2 separate regions of the Sus scrofa genome follow, and region 2 is linked to region 1. Evidence: chromatin contacts called from public Hi-C data. All regions are on one chromosome and are shown on one strand. Each heading gives the region's core, a stretch centred on a gene start, on an enhancer-like site or on the middle of the called end of the contact. The rest is flanking DNA. Distances are from core to core; before and after follow the strand shown. Region 1 holds the start of SUSD6 (sushi domain-containing protein 6). Region 2 overlaps SUSD6 (sushi domain-containing protein 6).

Region 1 (7,466 bases), core at 2,247-4,746:
AATACACAAAAAATCAATAATGAAGCCCATATATTGTAGGATTCTGTACATGAAATGTCTGGAAAAAGCACATCAATGGAAACTGAATGTAGATTACTGGTTGCCTAGGGCAGGGGGTGGGGTGCAAAGGAAATGGTGAATGATTGTTAATGCGTATAGAGTTTGTTTTTTGGAGACCAAGAAAATGTTCTAAAATTGATTTTGGTAACTGGAGTGTGTGGCGCAGCGGAAATGAATTCGACTAGGAACCATGAGGGTGCAGGTTTGATCCCTGGCCTTGATAAGTGTGTTAAGGATCCGGCGTTGCCGTGAGCTGTGGTGTAGCTTGCAGATTCCGCAGATCTGCCGTTGCTGTGGCTTCGGCATAGGCTGGCGGCTACAGCTCCGATTTGACGCCTAGCCTGGGAATCTCCATATGCCGTGAGTGTGGCCCTAAAAAGACAAAAAGACAAAATAATAATGAAATAAAATAAAATAAAATAGATTGTGGTAATGATTGCACAACTCTGTAAATATACTAAAAAGCTATTGAATTGTATACTTTAAATATACAATTATACATTTAAATTATGAATAATACGGTGTGTGAATTGTATTTCAGTAAAACAGTTGAATTTTCCAAAATACTAAAAAATTTGAAAACAATTTTTTAATTTAAAAAAATCAATGGTTCCTCCCACTTGGGACTCTCCAAATCTAAATTACTCTTCCAGTTCATCTTTGGAATTATCTTTTTACTGGCATGGAAATATTTAACCTCTGCTAGGGAATACCACCCCCCACTTTGATTTTCAGGGGAGATGAGCAAAGCCCACTGGCAAAATGTAACAGGGGCTTCTGCTCAGCTCTATAGAGGAGGCCAGTGGAGCCTGAGGCAGGAAGGAGAGTGGGGGGGCCAGAAGAGGCTGGGAGCCAGTGTTTACAAAGGGAGGAAAGAGACCCTGGCCGTATAAGGCAGATGGAAATAGATGCGAAACTGAGGTTCTTCCAAAACACCACACAAGGGTAGATAGGCAGCTCTGGAAAAGTTGCAAAGGGTTAAGTGGGGAGGGCATCCCAGGCGGAGGAAACAGCCTGGGCCAGGGCTCTGAGATGTGAGGGGAAGTGGCTTGCTAGAGGCGTGCAGGCTGGAGCATGGGATGTGCGGAGGGAGGGAGAGGACCTGGGCCAGGTTGCAGTGCACCCTGGACACAGTCCACGACATGCTCTAAGTTTAATTTTGTTCTGTGGACACTGGGAGGTCCAGGGAGGATTTTTAGATAGTAACAGTTTGCGAAGGGTCTCAAAAGCCATGTTACAATGTGAGAGGTGGAGGGTCTTGCATGAGGTCACCAGTCAGTGGTTATTAGTGGTCAAACTGACTGCAGTGCAAAACTAGGGGCTCCAAGGTCTGGCCCACTCCATCTTCTCTTATGCCAAGCTGCTTGCCAGGACATTCTGCTTGTCCTTTTCTTCTCCCCTCCTCGGTCTTCTCTAATTCCTCCCTACCCCTTCCCTTGCTTCCTCTCCACCTTGCTGCTTTCAGAGGCCTGGGGTCTGCCTGTGGCTGAACTCTGTTGCAGATCCCAGAAGATCTATTATTTGCTTTTAACCTTCTTGGTGATCTGCGTGCTATGGCCCCCGTAGTGGGAGAGATGAGTAGGAAGGGAGCGTGTCCATCTTCTCCAGTGAGTCTGGACCTAGGAAATATTAAAATTTGGCACAACATTGTTAATCAACTATTCTTCAATTTAAAAAAAAAGTAATTAAAAAAAGATGAAAGAAGACCCTCCAAAATTCAACCAAGTAAATCTGAAGATCTAATTGGTTTTATTCAATGATTCAGAAATCAGAGACCTTCTGTCTAGCAACTAGAAGGGCACTCAGAGGGGTTGTACAAAATGGAAGGGTTTTATAGGAAGAATAGGGCAAGGGAGCTATTAGTAAAAGAAAATAAAAATTATTTTTTTATGCCCTAACATCTTTTTTGGAGGGAGAAAACTGGCAAGGGTTTTATCATGCAGATTGCCTCTTCTTCCTCTGGGGAATGGTGAGGGTCCATGTGACAGATTACTATGTGACAGCATCTCATTGGTGCTGGCCAGAGAATTCGAAACTGGTTAAGATTACATTTATGGTGAAGGCTGAAACTGCAATTAGGTTAGGTATTAAATCTAGGTTTGGTATCATGGGCTTTAGCACAAGTGACACCATTTTGGGCCTGTGGGTTTTCTTCTTAACAGAACTCAAGGAGGAAAGGAGGCAGAGCAAGGACAGGCTTATAGAAAAGGAAGCAACAGCCGTAGGTTTGTGGGGCCCAGGTTGGAAGTGTTCTCTGGAGGATGCGTATGTGGGCATGATGGGGTGGGGGCTGCACTCTGCTTGCTTTGTTTTTGCACTTTTTTGAAAATGAGACCTGATCATTCACAGCACTTTTCTAGAGAACCTACTAGAACTAGGCTAGGTGAGAGGCCCAGAGAGGGTGTGTCCTCCTCCAATGGGCATCTGAGACCCAAGCTGCAGCATAGGCTGAAGTCTCTGGTACTGATTCTCAAGTAGGAAAGTTTCCACATTCATTGAGCACCTCCGAGACCAGGCACTGTTCAAGGGCCTGGAGCAAAAAATAAAAAGTCATAACCATTGTCATCAAGGGGTCACAAGTCCTGTAAATACTTCCAGAGGATTTATCTCCTAGGCCCCCAGTGGGATCACCAATAGATGCTGTTTCTATAAAGTACACAACGGTTGGCATAGTATAATGTTGGAAAATTGCCCCAGGAGACAAGGCTCAGAATGGGAAATAAAATTAGGAATGTGGCGGGTTCTAGCTCCAACTCTGCCAGTCTTCACTCTGAACTTCGGTTTTCTGAACCTTGAGATCTGTTGCGTGCTTTTTAGTACGCTGAGGAATCACTTAGGAATGCTTGTTAAAATAAAGATTCCAGAGTCCAATCGTAGTTTTTTGAATCAGAATGGCTGGATGTGGGACCGCGAATCTGCATTTTTACACCCCCAACTTAGGGGCAGTTTGAGGTAGGCAGTTGCACCACAGTTTGAGAAGTACTGCTTAATAGGAAGATAACGACCTGCCCTAGCGACAGGCCTGGAGAGCGATTCAGGAGCTAAGAAGGCAGCATGAATGAAAGCCTTGTCAAAGGGAAAGCAAACCAATTTTTGCAAATAATAGTAATCCAATAATACAAATAATATCCTAAAAATCCAAATAACGATACTACTACTAATTGTAAAAGAGATGGAGAGCGCACCGCAAAGGCACCGCAGTCTGAGTCTGTACCATCAACTGGTCCACAAGAGCGAAGTCGGCGCGACACTGTCCCTTTAAGACGAGCCCGCCCCACTCCCCGTCTCACCCGCCTCGGGGCGTGCGGGCCGGCGGGCGGCGCGTGCGTGCTGGCAGCCATCGACCGGCCGATCCTCCCAGCCGGGCGGTCGCGGCGGCGCGACGCCGGCGCTTGTTGCGTGCGCGCCTGGCCCCGCCCATTGCCCGCCCCTTCCCCTCCCCCTCCACGGGCCTCCCCCGCCCGCGCGGTACAGCTGGGCCAGTGACGCGGAAACTGCTGCCGCCGCCGCCGCTGCCGCCGCCGCGTTCCATTCTCCTAAGCCGGCGACAGCCTGTTTCCCGACTCCCGCTTCCTCGTTTTGCAGCGCCGCCCGGCGCCAGCCAGACCAGGGTACGCGGGGTCTCGCCCAGACCCTAGAGGGCTGCGGGTGCGCGCAGGCAGCGGAGCTGATCCTTGCGCGGTGGAAGGTGCGAGCGCCCCCATCCCGGAGGTCGCCACGCCGTTCCCCGGGTGAGTTGTCACCGCGGCCGAGGGGCGGCGGGGGCCGGCATTGTGTCACTGGACCGCTGGCTGGCTGTCAGGGGCGCAGGGCCAGCGCGCACCGCCCGGGAGGGATGCTGGGGAGCTGGGGCCGGCCACCCAACGTCCGCTGCTCTCCGCACTCCCCGCGCCGGCCTCGCTGTCACCTCGACGCCCGGCGGCGAGCCCTGCCTGTGCCGGCGTGGGCCGGCCTGGCGCGGGACTGAGAGGGCAGCGGGGTGAGCTGTGCCGGGCTTGGAGAAGGACTGGGCGGCCGGTTTGCGGCCGGGAACTTGGTGGCGGGGGTCTCGGCTCCTGGGGTCCTGCTATGGTCGGTAGTTCAGGACGGAGACTACGCTTTGCAGATCGCTGGAGTGTAGATAAATAGGCAGAGGCTGTCTTGCTGTTACTATTAGTGTTACTGTTTTGCACTCAGACCAACTAAAGCTTTGGGTCCTGCTCCGGGTAGGGTCGGCTTAGCGACGGTGGACCGAGGATACCTTGGAGCCCGGGTATGGAAGCCCCGGAGCTTTTTGGAGCCCCTGTGCCTGTTCTGGTCTTTAATCTCAAAAACTTTTCTTATTATCCGGGCTGACAGACACCGAAACCACTTCCTGTTTGTGTATGTAGACTTTCTATTTTACTTCTGGCTTTTAGGGACTCCAAATACTGGTTTAGGTCTGACCTTCCCACGGGGTTGTGACTGTGGGGCTGCAGAATTGGGAACAATTATCTGTAAGGAGATCAGGAAGGGGAAGTGGTTTTGGGGACTCTAAGACCTGGGAGAATAGAGGCATCAGAAACAACTCTTTGGCTGGTTCCAGGGAAGTTCACAGCTTGGCAAAGAGGCCTGATGCTGCTGTTCCCATAGAATGCCCCCTCGGTGGCAGACAGCTTCCTGGGTTCTTTTGCTCCTGCTAACTGTGCTTGTGTGTGCTCTGTAGAGAGGTCCAGTAAAACTACCCAGTTCAATTAAACTGTAGGTCTTCACTGCCTTTCTAGGTCTGCTGAGGTGGTGAGTGTGCCTTTTGTCCCTTTTCATTTCTCTTGTTTTCCTCAAATTTTATTGTAATATAGTTGACTTAAAATTTGTATTAGTTTCAGGTGTACAGCAAAGTGAATCACTTATACATAAATGTGTATCCATTTTTTTTTCCGTATAGGTTATTACAGAATGTTGAGTAGATTTCCCTGCACTATACAGTAGGTCCTTGGTTATCTATTTTATATACAGTAGTGTGTATGTGTTAACCCCATCCTCCTAATTTATCCTCCCCCGCCATGGTTTCCCCTTTGTGACCGTAAGTTTGATTTTGAAATCTGTGAGTTGGAGGGGAGGCTGGTCCTAGCTCATCGGTTCTTTTGAAATCTAAGAGTTGGTTTCTGTTTTATGAATAAGTTCTTTTTTAATTTAAAAAATTTTTTAAATTATAGTTGACTTACAGTGTTGTGCCAGTTTCTGCTTTCCATCCTTTACACTGGTTAATGCACTTCTTGTTCTTTTCATCGCTGTCATTTAAAATATATGTGTAAATGATGTGAATGCATACACCTTTTTTGTTTTGGGAATTCTACACCCAAGTTGTCATATCTAGTGGAGGCTAGTAGAGACATGTGCTTGGCATTGAGTTTTGAGTTTTCTGGGCTGTTCATTTTTAGCCAGATGCATATTCAACCAGAAATGAAAATTTTCACAGAGTTGGAGGGGAGGGTTGTCTGCCTGCTCCTCAGTAAGGAGGTTATTTAACAAGATAAAAATATTAGCAATAACAAGGAAAAGCTCTTGAGGACTTACTGTGAACTGAGCTTTGAGCCAAGAATTTTCTTGATTTTATTTAATAAACAACAAGCTTTTTTGGTAGATTTTGTCTTTATTCCCAAAGCCGAAGCGAATAACTCACCCAAGGTCACAAATGTAGCTCCTGGTAGAGCGCACACTCTCAACTACTAGATTATACTCTTAATTTCTAGTTTGCTTACCATTTGGTCAAATTGAAACTGGAGTCTTTTTTTTTTTTTTTAAATGTCTTTTTGCCATTTCTTGGGCCACTCCCACGGCATATGGAGGTTTACATAGGAGCCTACGCCACAGCCACACCGGATCTGAGCTGCGTCTGCGACCCACACCACAGCTTATGGCAACGCCAGATCCTTAACCCACTAAGCAAAGCCAGGGACCGAACCCGCAACCCCATGGTTCCTAGTTGGATTTGTTAACCACTGAGCCATGTCGGAAACTCTGAAACTGGAGTCTCTAAAGTCTTTCCAAAGCACTACTTCCTCAGGCCATTTCTCGGATCGTGTGTATCCTTATCTCTTTCTCCAAGGTACACATTTATGATATGTTTGCACAATATTCGTATGTTCATTCATTCTTTTATTCAGTATTTATAAGTATATGTGATGCAGAAATTGTGCCAGGCACTGGGCTAGGTATTGGGGTTACTGTGATGAATAAGACAGAACCCAGCCATATCCTCATGGCGTTCACAGTCTTTAAGTCAATTTATTTTGGCTTATGTTGTTAGTTTTCCTTGGTGGCCATTTGCTACTTAAGGACATTCTGCCCAGTGTGTGAAAGAGAGGACAATACTGGTACGAGGCCTGATAAGTAGAACTTCCTGTCTATAGGGAGGCTCCAGGGTGGCTTTTCTGATACCATTGTAGACATGGCATATGAAACAAAACCTCACCTACAGCTAGACAGAGACAGGTCCCTGGGTGCTCAGAGTAGGACCCACCTCCCCTCTGCCTTTCGGTGTTTAAACCCTGAGAGCAAACCCATTGTGAAATTTATTTGCTGAGGCTTGCTTTCTCAAAGCCCAGCATTTGGGTGGATAGAAAGAAGAGGAGGAAAGGTAGAATGAGGTGTTACAGATGCAGGCTGGCAGATGAAGAGACCTCAGCACTTTTTTGTTTCCTGGCAGGGCTCCATCATGTGGTGATTGAACTTGTGCTCTTATGTAATAGTGCAGCTCCTGGCAGGGGATTTCCTCCCTTGCCATTGCCGGGGCAGCAATTCCTAGAGCTCCCCCCACCCCCCCTACACATACACATGTATGCACCCTCCAAAGGGAAAGATTCGCTTGGCTTCTTCAAAGTGAGAACTAATTTCAGGTTTATGGCTACTCATCATGGTTGCACTCCCCCCATGCTTTTCCATCCTCCAGAAAAAAAACTTGCCTTATGTTTTAAATCTTTCTTTGTACTCTTTTTCTATATGCTTAGTTCTTCTAACACCAGGTGACTACTGGCATCCGTCTGTGGGCTCAGAGAATTATAATATCTTTTTGAAACTTAGTGAGTCACATAATCTTCCTCATTTCTGTTCCGAAACAAGTGACCTGGGGAGCATGTCTTTAGTGGGGCTGCTTGCAGGCAAAGGAGGAAGGCCAGATGGCACATGCGTTTGTCTTTCCCTCTGATTCCCTTTTTCTCAAGGGACGATTCACGGAGAAGCAGCAGCAGGGACGTGATGCCTGCTTTTGGGCCTGAAATGCCCACTTGGAGGTCTGATCTGCAGACCCCCTAGGCCCAGTTGTGTAATTGCCATGCACGAAGCATTTTACTGAGCCCCTGCATTGACATGTGATCCCCTAGCGAAAGCTGGCAAGCAGGCTTCATTTTCCCTCTTCTGTCTGCCTGGAGGGGAGGGAAGGTTTGTAT
Region 2 (7,466 bases), core at 3,374-5,873, 55 kb after region 1:
TTGTCGTTTCAGTGGTGAGATTCCTGTGGCTGGAATCCCGCCACCTCCCTTTCCTCCCATCCGTCCTTCACGTCATCCTTTGAGATCCATTTCAAAGTCACCTCTGAGACACTACCCACCCCCTTACCACTAGAATTAATGGGGGCTGAAGGAAGGAGAGTAGGCTTTGTGTGTGTTTGTTGATTGGAATTAGCAGGAGCTCCTGGTCTCAGTCCTTTCTCTTGAGACAATGTCAGGAAGTTTTTCCTATGGACAGGATTCCAATTCCTAGAATCTTGACTGTCTTTGACTATTTGAAGGCATAGGACAGCTCAGTAACAAGACTTCTGAGAACTGCAGTTTGGGGAACCTGAATCCTTTGTTCTGCAGATCATGATGCACAAACCCTAATGACCCTGGGTTGCCAGGGTTACTGTGGGACAGATTGGGCTTGGTATTTTCATAAGTGGCATCAACTCATTTAGCAACGGTGTGTTGCTCTAAGGCAAGCAGGGACTACAGCAAGAGATGGGTAAGGCCAGGGAGCACTTTCCGGGGCCAAGTTCTAGACCAGCTCTTGCTGGAAGTTATCCCATGTAGTTTGGTCCTCACAGTAGCCTGTGCAAGGAGAGCAGCCGCAGGCAGGAGACAGTACTCTCGACAAGGAGGAGTGCAGAGGTGATGGCTTAGCCTTCTGACTTATCCGCAGTTACCTGCTGAGCTCCTGCTGACTGCCGTGACCGTGCCAGCGCCAATTCTGTACCACACTTGCTGTGAGCACGGAAGTCGGCGCACCCTGCACTGGAGGTCGCATGCGGGAGGGGACTCCCGACTCAGGTGGGGAAGGCAAGTAGGGGAGTCAGATGGTGTTGTAAGGTTAACAGGCTCTTGGGCCAGGGTGGTCTGAAGCCTCGTTCTGCCACTAACATGTTGTATAATTTCAAGCAAGTTTCTCAGTGTCCCTCAGTTTTCCTCTGTGTGAGCTTAGGATAACACACCCACCGGATGGGGTGTGGTGTTCCTGTCCCCGTCGTTTATTGTGTGGCACCTCGGCCAGCGTCTTGGGGGCGGTCTTGAGGGAGGAGGGGGTGAGAGTTAGTTTTGTGTCTGCTGTGCTCACCTTGGCCCTTCCTTTGGAACTGGCCATGTCACTTCTGTTGAAACTTGGGAAGTCCAGTGCCTTCTGTCCTCTAAACTGATGGGTGTCCTACCCTGCTGGGTGAATTGAGTGCACGCCTCTGCTTTGGTGGCGTATGTTTTGAAGCTGGGGTTTCAAAAAAGAAAAATAAAGTCTAGCCTTAGCCTGAGAGTTCACAGATTGGGCTGAGCCTCTTCCAAAGCACAGTTTGCAGGGAGCACCCAGAGGGAGAAGCTGCTGCTGGTGGAGGCAGGTAGGTGCCGTTCCTGGCTGAGCTGTCAGAACGGTGGAGGAGGGTGGAGGAGGAGGAGGAGGCAGAAGCTTGGTGGTAAGAATCAAAGGGCTGAAGAAAAAACAAACACCAGTTCATGGATTAAGGGTTGAAGGAGTCTAAACAGGGACGTAAGGAGGGCTGGAGGAGGCTGTTGATTTGGGTACCAGCTGTGGAGAAGATGAGGATGAGAAGAATGGGCTCCTGTTTGCCGTGGGAACAGGAAGTGACGGGCTGAGTAAGGCTGCCCTTCCAGGGGTCACTCGGGACAGGCCCCCCATCCTTGGCCTCAGCCCAGCCAGCCTTGGGAGGCGTGTCTGACAGGATGACTTATTTCAGCCTGTCTGATTGCACCACACAGGTCCCATGTGGGTCTCTGCATCAGGAATTCCACGGCGAGGCCAGAGGGTGTGGGGAGGGAGAAGAGGGCAGAGCAGCTGGCACCTGGGTGGGCGCGTGGATTCCAGGACGTGTCATCTGGGATGCGGCCCTGAGGGCTGTCCGTGATTTGATGTGTTCGAGGTGCAGAGAAGCATTGTGACTTCCAGCGGGGTTGTGTGTTGCGTTTCGCGAGAGAGGCTTTCAGCAAAGGAACCCGTCCTCCACATCAGGCACTTGAGAAGCTTGGCATCCCTCTCCCTGGCATTCAGACATTCCGTTACCAGTAGTGGCAGACCCTGGCCCTGCAGGAATGATTAAGATTGTGAATAATGGAATTAGTGAGGTAATACATGTGAAAGTTCTGGGTAGACCATAAAAGTCTATTATAACGGAGAGGATTATTATACTGCTCTTTTTTTTCTTCCTTTTTATAGCCGCACACACCCCTGGCATATGGGAGTTCCCAGGAGAGGGGTCAAATCATAGCTGCAGCTGGGACCTACGCCACAGCCATGGCAATGCCAGATCCGAGCTGCGTCTGTGACCTATGCTGCATTTTGCAACGACGCTGGATCCTTAACCCAATGAGCAAGGCCAGGGATTGAACCTGCATCCTCATGGATACTAGTCAGGTTTGTTACCGCTGAGCCACAATGGGAACTCCTCTTTTTTTTTTTTTTTTTTTTTTTTTTTTAAGAGAGCATCTTTCTGCTGAATTGCTCAAAGCACTTGGTTTGCATTAACTGGTTAATCCTTCATCCCTCGCTGGGCAGGAGGCCGACATTTAATTAATAGCCTCGTTTGTATAGGAGATCAAACCAAAGTTTCCAACAGAGCCCCAAATCTTGAGTTTGAGGCCCAAATCTTTGGTATCTAAAGCTTGGACCTCCAAATGTGTGACTGCCTCACCCCTGGGAATAAAGGAGGTGAGAGGAGAAATTTAGGGATCACTAAAAAAAGGTTTTTTCCACAGCCACAGTCATGTCAGACAAGGTTGTTATAGTCAGGATTTTGAGAGGCCTGGAAATCTGACAACTGTTTTCCTCCGGGAAGCCCCAGAGTCCCTGTTGGGAATGAGGGCCAGGTGTAAGCTAGAGAAGTAGAAGGTTAATCGTGGTAGGTTTGGCAGGGAAGCAGAAAGGGAGCTGGCCAGGTTCTTTGTTCTGTTTAGGCTGTGGCTGGTGGCACCAGGGTGCCAGCTTCCTGGCACACACCAGTGCAAACCTAGTCGCCACCAGTGCAAATCCAGTTGCCAACCCAGTGTGGCCCAGGCTGTGTCAGGGCACTCACAGCAGGTGCATGTTGGATTCTGTGGGTCCCATGGTAAAGCCCGGTGGAGGTGGAGTCAGGAACCACCCCGAATGTCTGGCTCAGGCCAGTTTTCCTGTAGAACAAGTTCTGCAGCCTCCATCAGGTGGGACAGCATCTGGGCAGATCAGTGTCATACTAACTCTCCAGTCAGGAAGTGGCCTGAGCCCCTGGCTCATCATGGTCTCTTCTGAAGTCTAGTCTCAGCAGTTCACAGCTGGCAAAGGGAGGTTCCATTATTATTTCTAGGTAAGGCCCTTCAGGGCCGTTAAGATCTTTCTCTCCAAGCCTGTGCTTTCCTGCCTCTGGTCACAGCCTCAAGGACAGTCTGTGTACTTTTTTTTTTTCGGCTGCAGCGTGCATCGTCTTGATGTCAGATCTCAGTTCCCAGACCAGGGAGTGAACCAGGCCACAAAGGTGCAAGCACTAAATCCTAACCTTAGACCACCAGGGAACTCCCCTGTGGTCTTGTACAAGGTCTTAACCCTGGAAGCAGGGGAAGAATATGCTGGGTTGGAAAGCTCTTCCTCCAGTGGAAGCTCCTAGGCTTGAAATTCAGCTCATTCAGCTGTGCCGGTTAAGTGTCACCTACTTGCAAGAGAAGCAACAGGCTGAAGCTTGTAAAATATATGCACCGTTGGGTCTTAAATTTGAATGTGCATTAGAATCCCCTGGAGAGCCCAGATTGCTGGGCCCTGACTCCAGAGCTTCTCATTCATCAGAACTGGGATGAGGTCTGAGAATTTGTATTTCTTCTTTTTCTTTTTTTTGTTTGCTTTTTAGGGCCATACCCACAGCATATGGAAGTTCCAGCTAGGGGTCGAATCAGAGCTGTAGCTGCCAGCCTGCACTACAGCCACGGCAATGTCTGATCTTCGCTGCATCTGCAACCTACACCACAGCTCACAGAAAGGCCGGATCCTTCACCCACTGAGCGAGGCCGGGGATCGAACCCACATCCTCATGGATAACTAGTTGGATTCATTACCACTAAGCCATAACAGAAACTCCAGAATTTGTATTTCTACTAAGTTCTTACAGGCTACTGCTAGTGATCTGAGGACTGCGCTTTAAGACCCACCAGTTTACACTTGGGGTGAGCAAGCCCACCTGACCTTTTAAGAGCTAATTTGGTAGTGTAGGGGCAGAGGGATGGAGAGATCGTGAACCTGCTGGGAGAGAGAAGTTCAGAAATAGGATACTGCAGGTGGACCAGCCTAACCTGAAAACTGGGCAGAGGCTGAATGGTTAAGGAAGGTACCATCCTGTCTCTTAGCTTCACCAGTCTGGCTCTGGTCCTCGCCAGCTATCTGGAGCCAGACCTGCTGAACCCCTGGTGGCAGCACCTCCAGCATCTTCTCCCTCCACTTCTTATTCTCCCCTCTTAGGCAGCAGTGGGCTCTGAAAGTCTGTCCCCAGCCTGGTCTGTGGTATGAAGAGCAGAGCCCTGAGCTGGAGTCCTGGCATCAGTCCCAGTACCACCTCGAATGAACAGTGAACTTTGCTTGGGGCTGAGGTAAGGGTTAGACTAGCTCTCCAGGGCTCATTGAGCTCAGATACCTGAGATTCTTTAATGCCGCCTCTGACAGCTTCCTCTGCGGGGTGGGGTACTTCTGCTTTCTTGTTAGTTGTTTTTTTATTTTCAGTGCGCGAGAGAACTTCTGTTGGTATACGGTACTGAAGCAGAACCCCATCCAGCTTGCTAAAACTGAAACCAGAGGCATTTAGAAATCGGAGTAACTCTTCTTTTGAAAGAGTCTTTGCAGCCTCTGCAGTTGTGCTGCTGTCCAGAGAGGAGTGACATGGCATCCCTGTCGGGTGCTGATCCCTTTACTGCAGATCATCACACTCGTCAGCGGCAGTGCTTCCCAGGCCATCTGATCCGTGCTCATTTCCAGGTGTTCAGAGTTGTCATCCGTCATTCCGCACAGGCTGGCAGTGCGCTCACGGGAGGCCTGTGGGAATACTTGCTGGTGGATGGAGTAGAGGGGTGTATCCGCGTGCCTCTCTCACTTCTGTCCATTTCTCCCTTCACCTGGTGTGGGTGTCCTCCTTTGCCCTCCTCTCTGTCCTTCCTCGGTGCTCACTCTACCCACTCTGCGCTCCGGCAGAGCTAGCCGCCACTTGCACGGCGTGTGTGTCGGCGGCTGAGCTGTGCCTGCGGAGATCACAGGCCCCTGTGTCGGCCGTCTCTGTGAGGGACACCGCCGCAGCTCCCCAGCCTTCCTCCTCTTCCCCTCTCTCCTTTGCCCACCTTGTCAGGGGCAGCTGTGAGTTACCGTGCCGCTCTTCAGGTTGAATTCGACCCCGTTCGCAGCCTTTGTTTCCTGTTGTTTGTGTTGGCAGGCCAAAGGACGCGTGGGCTGGGGAAAATGAGCACGTCCTGCCTCAGAGCCATTGTCTGGCCCCCTGTCTCCAGCCTCTGTCCAGAAGGGCAAATGAAAGATTTCCCAGCCTCAGCTAATTGTCACTTGGCCCCTCTCTGATCCGGCCCGGGTGGCTTTCAGGCAGCTCAGGCACTGATAAGCTGGAGGTCTGCCTTGAAACAGGGGAAGATTGAGGTTGATTAAATTCATTTTAAGTGAAATCACCGGCCTTTTGATGATTCCATTAATTTTCTCCCTTCTGAACACCTTCATGTTAGCAGTAATTGGAAATCCTGACTCTGTTTCTCATTTCCCCCACCACGCTGCTTTCATCTGCGGCAGCTGGATACTGCACTCTGCTTTTTCATCTCCTGCAAGGGCGGTTTGAGGAGGACCTGAAGGACTGGCTTTGGCGGTACTTCCAGAAGCTGAGGCTGTTGCTGTTCTTAAGTTCTCACCCACGTGGAAGCCACTGTCTCACTCACTTTGCTCCTCTAAAACCCCAGTTAGTTCTTGGTGTGCAGGTGGGAGGGGTCCCTGTGAGAATGCCCTCTTGTTCCAGGTGGTATATGCAAACTTTTCATCACTCAGCACTTACAGGCCTCCAGGGTGTGCCAGGCACAGTCTAGTTACTGAGCCGCCCCCTGCCACCTCCTCCCTGCCCCGGTGGAAGCACAGAGGCCTGAGTGGGTGAGGTTCCAGCAGGGCAGGGACTAACCACAGACCTTGGGACTTGAAGTTTCTGAGACTTTCTCTCTGTGTTTTTACGGTTGCAATGCCTATTCCAGCATATTTCCTTTCTTGGCTCTAAAGAGGAGTAAATGATTTGAACCACCTCCTGCGATCAGAGGAATAATGGGTAGTAATAGCTGTTAACAGCTTACTACTGTTGACGGTTGGCAGGATATAAAGCACTTTCTTATATATCATGTCGTATTGGTGTTCTCACAAAAACTTACCATGGCCAGTAAAGGATAAAGCTGGATTTGAACCCAGGTCCTCCTAGTGCAGATCAAATACTTTTTGTACTACATTGTGTGTGTGTGTGTGTGTGTGTGTGTGTGTGTGTGTGTGTGTGTTTAACACTGACTTTCTCACACAGTTGTCTTTAGCATTATTTCAACTACTTTAGTGTTAGGAAGCTATGCCTTGGGCCCTTTGCCAGAAACTGAAACCCTCTCAGTCTAACTGGTGGGAAAGATAAGACAGAATACGTCTTCGTTTCCCTTGAGTGGTTCAGGTGCTGAGTGCTGCTAACCCTGACATCGTCCGGGAAGGCTTCCAGAGAGCTGAGACTCCACCAGGCCTGGTGGGCAGGCGGGATCCAAACCAAGGGAGAGCTGAAAGGGGGAACTTGGTATTTGGCCACCTAAGACTCTGGGATGCAGAAAAGGTGGTGAGGTTTGATTCCTTCATCACACTTAGAAAACTGACATCCTCTGAGGTGATGCTTTTCCAACTTCACTGTTGTTTGCTTTTAAAATCAGATTTGCACACATCCCACCCACAAAGAACCATTCAGTCGGTCTGGAGTGCAGCAGTCTGCATGCCACAGCCGCAGCAACGCCAGATCTGAGCCACATCTGTGACCTACACCACAGTTCACGGCAATGCCAGATCCTTCACCCACTGTGCGAGGCCATGGATCGAACCTGCATCCTCACAGATGCTAGTTGGATTCATTTCTGCTGCACCATGACAGGAACTCTGCAGTCTGCATTCTTTAAGAGTTTTTAATAATATCTGGCAGTCTCCTAGCCCTTCGGTTCTTCTCTTTCCTGCAGGGAAGAAACCAAGTGTGCAGGTTTCATCTGTTCCTTTCCAGAGGCAGAAGCGATTTAACTCACAGGTTGCAGATGGTGAGGGTGGCCTGTTGTTGAGAAACACTGTACCCTGAGGGAATGCCTCCACGGCAGGAAGCATTAGGGGTTGGGAACTGGGTTTTAACACCATAGAGGCACCACTCCTGAGCACTGAGTATTTAAGATAAACTAAGGAGGAATGGGGCGGGGGCAGTAGTGTT

The links. Hi-C and Micro-C count contacts between places; a contact is called where the count stands out from the background.
Region 2: a Hi-C map of liver shows a contact between it and region 1, with 4 times the contacts expected there. The contact joins the enhancer-like site here to the promoter of SUSD6 in region 1. A contact is called at or near these places in 1 of 5 promoter capture datasets (liver), 16 of 47 Hi-C or Micro-C datasets (alveolar macrophages, brain, embryonic fibroblasts and 9 more) and 2 of 2 datasets of contacts at active chromatin or transcription factors (alveolar macrophages and skeletal muscle).

What each region holds. Positions count from the first base shown.
Region 1 is chr7:93,250,216-93,257,681 of Sscrofa11.1, forward strand. SUSD6 (sushi domain-containing protein 6) reads left to right here and starts at 3,497. Exons shown (of 6, transcript XM_001926947.5): 1 at 3,497-3,791.
Region 2 is chr7:93,304,193-93,311,658 of Sscrofa11.1, forward strand. All of the region lies in intron 2 of SUSD6 (sushi domain-containing protein 6), which reads left to right. Among named protein-coding and RNA genes, the nearest start is that of SUSD6, 54 kb to the left of the region's middle. Within about 2 kb of position 4,624, at least 13 of the 83 cell types and tissues checked have an H3K27ac peak or open chromatin away from gene starts, as enhancers often do. A contact at or near this core is called in alveolar macrophages, liver and omental adipose tissue, where this site is marked.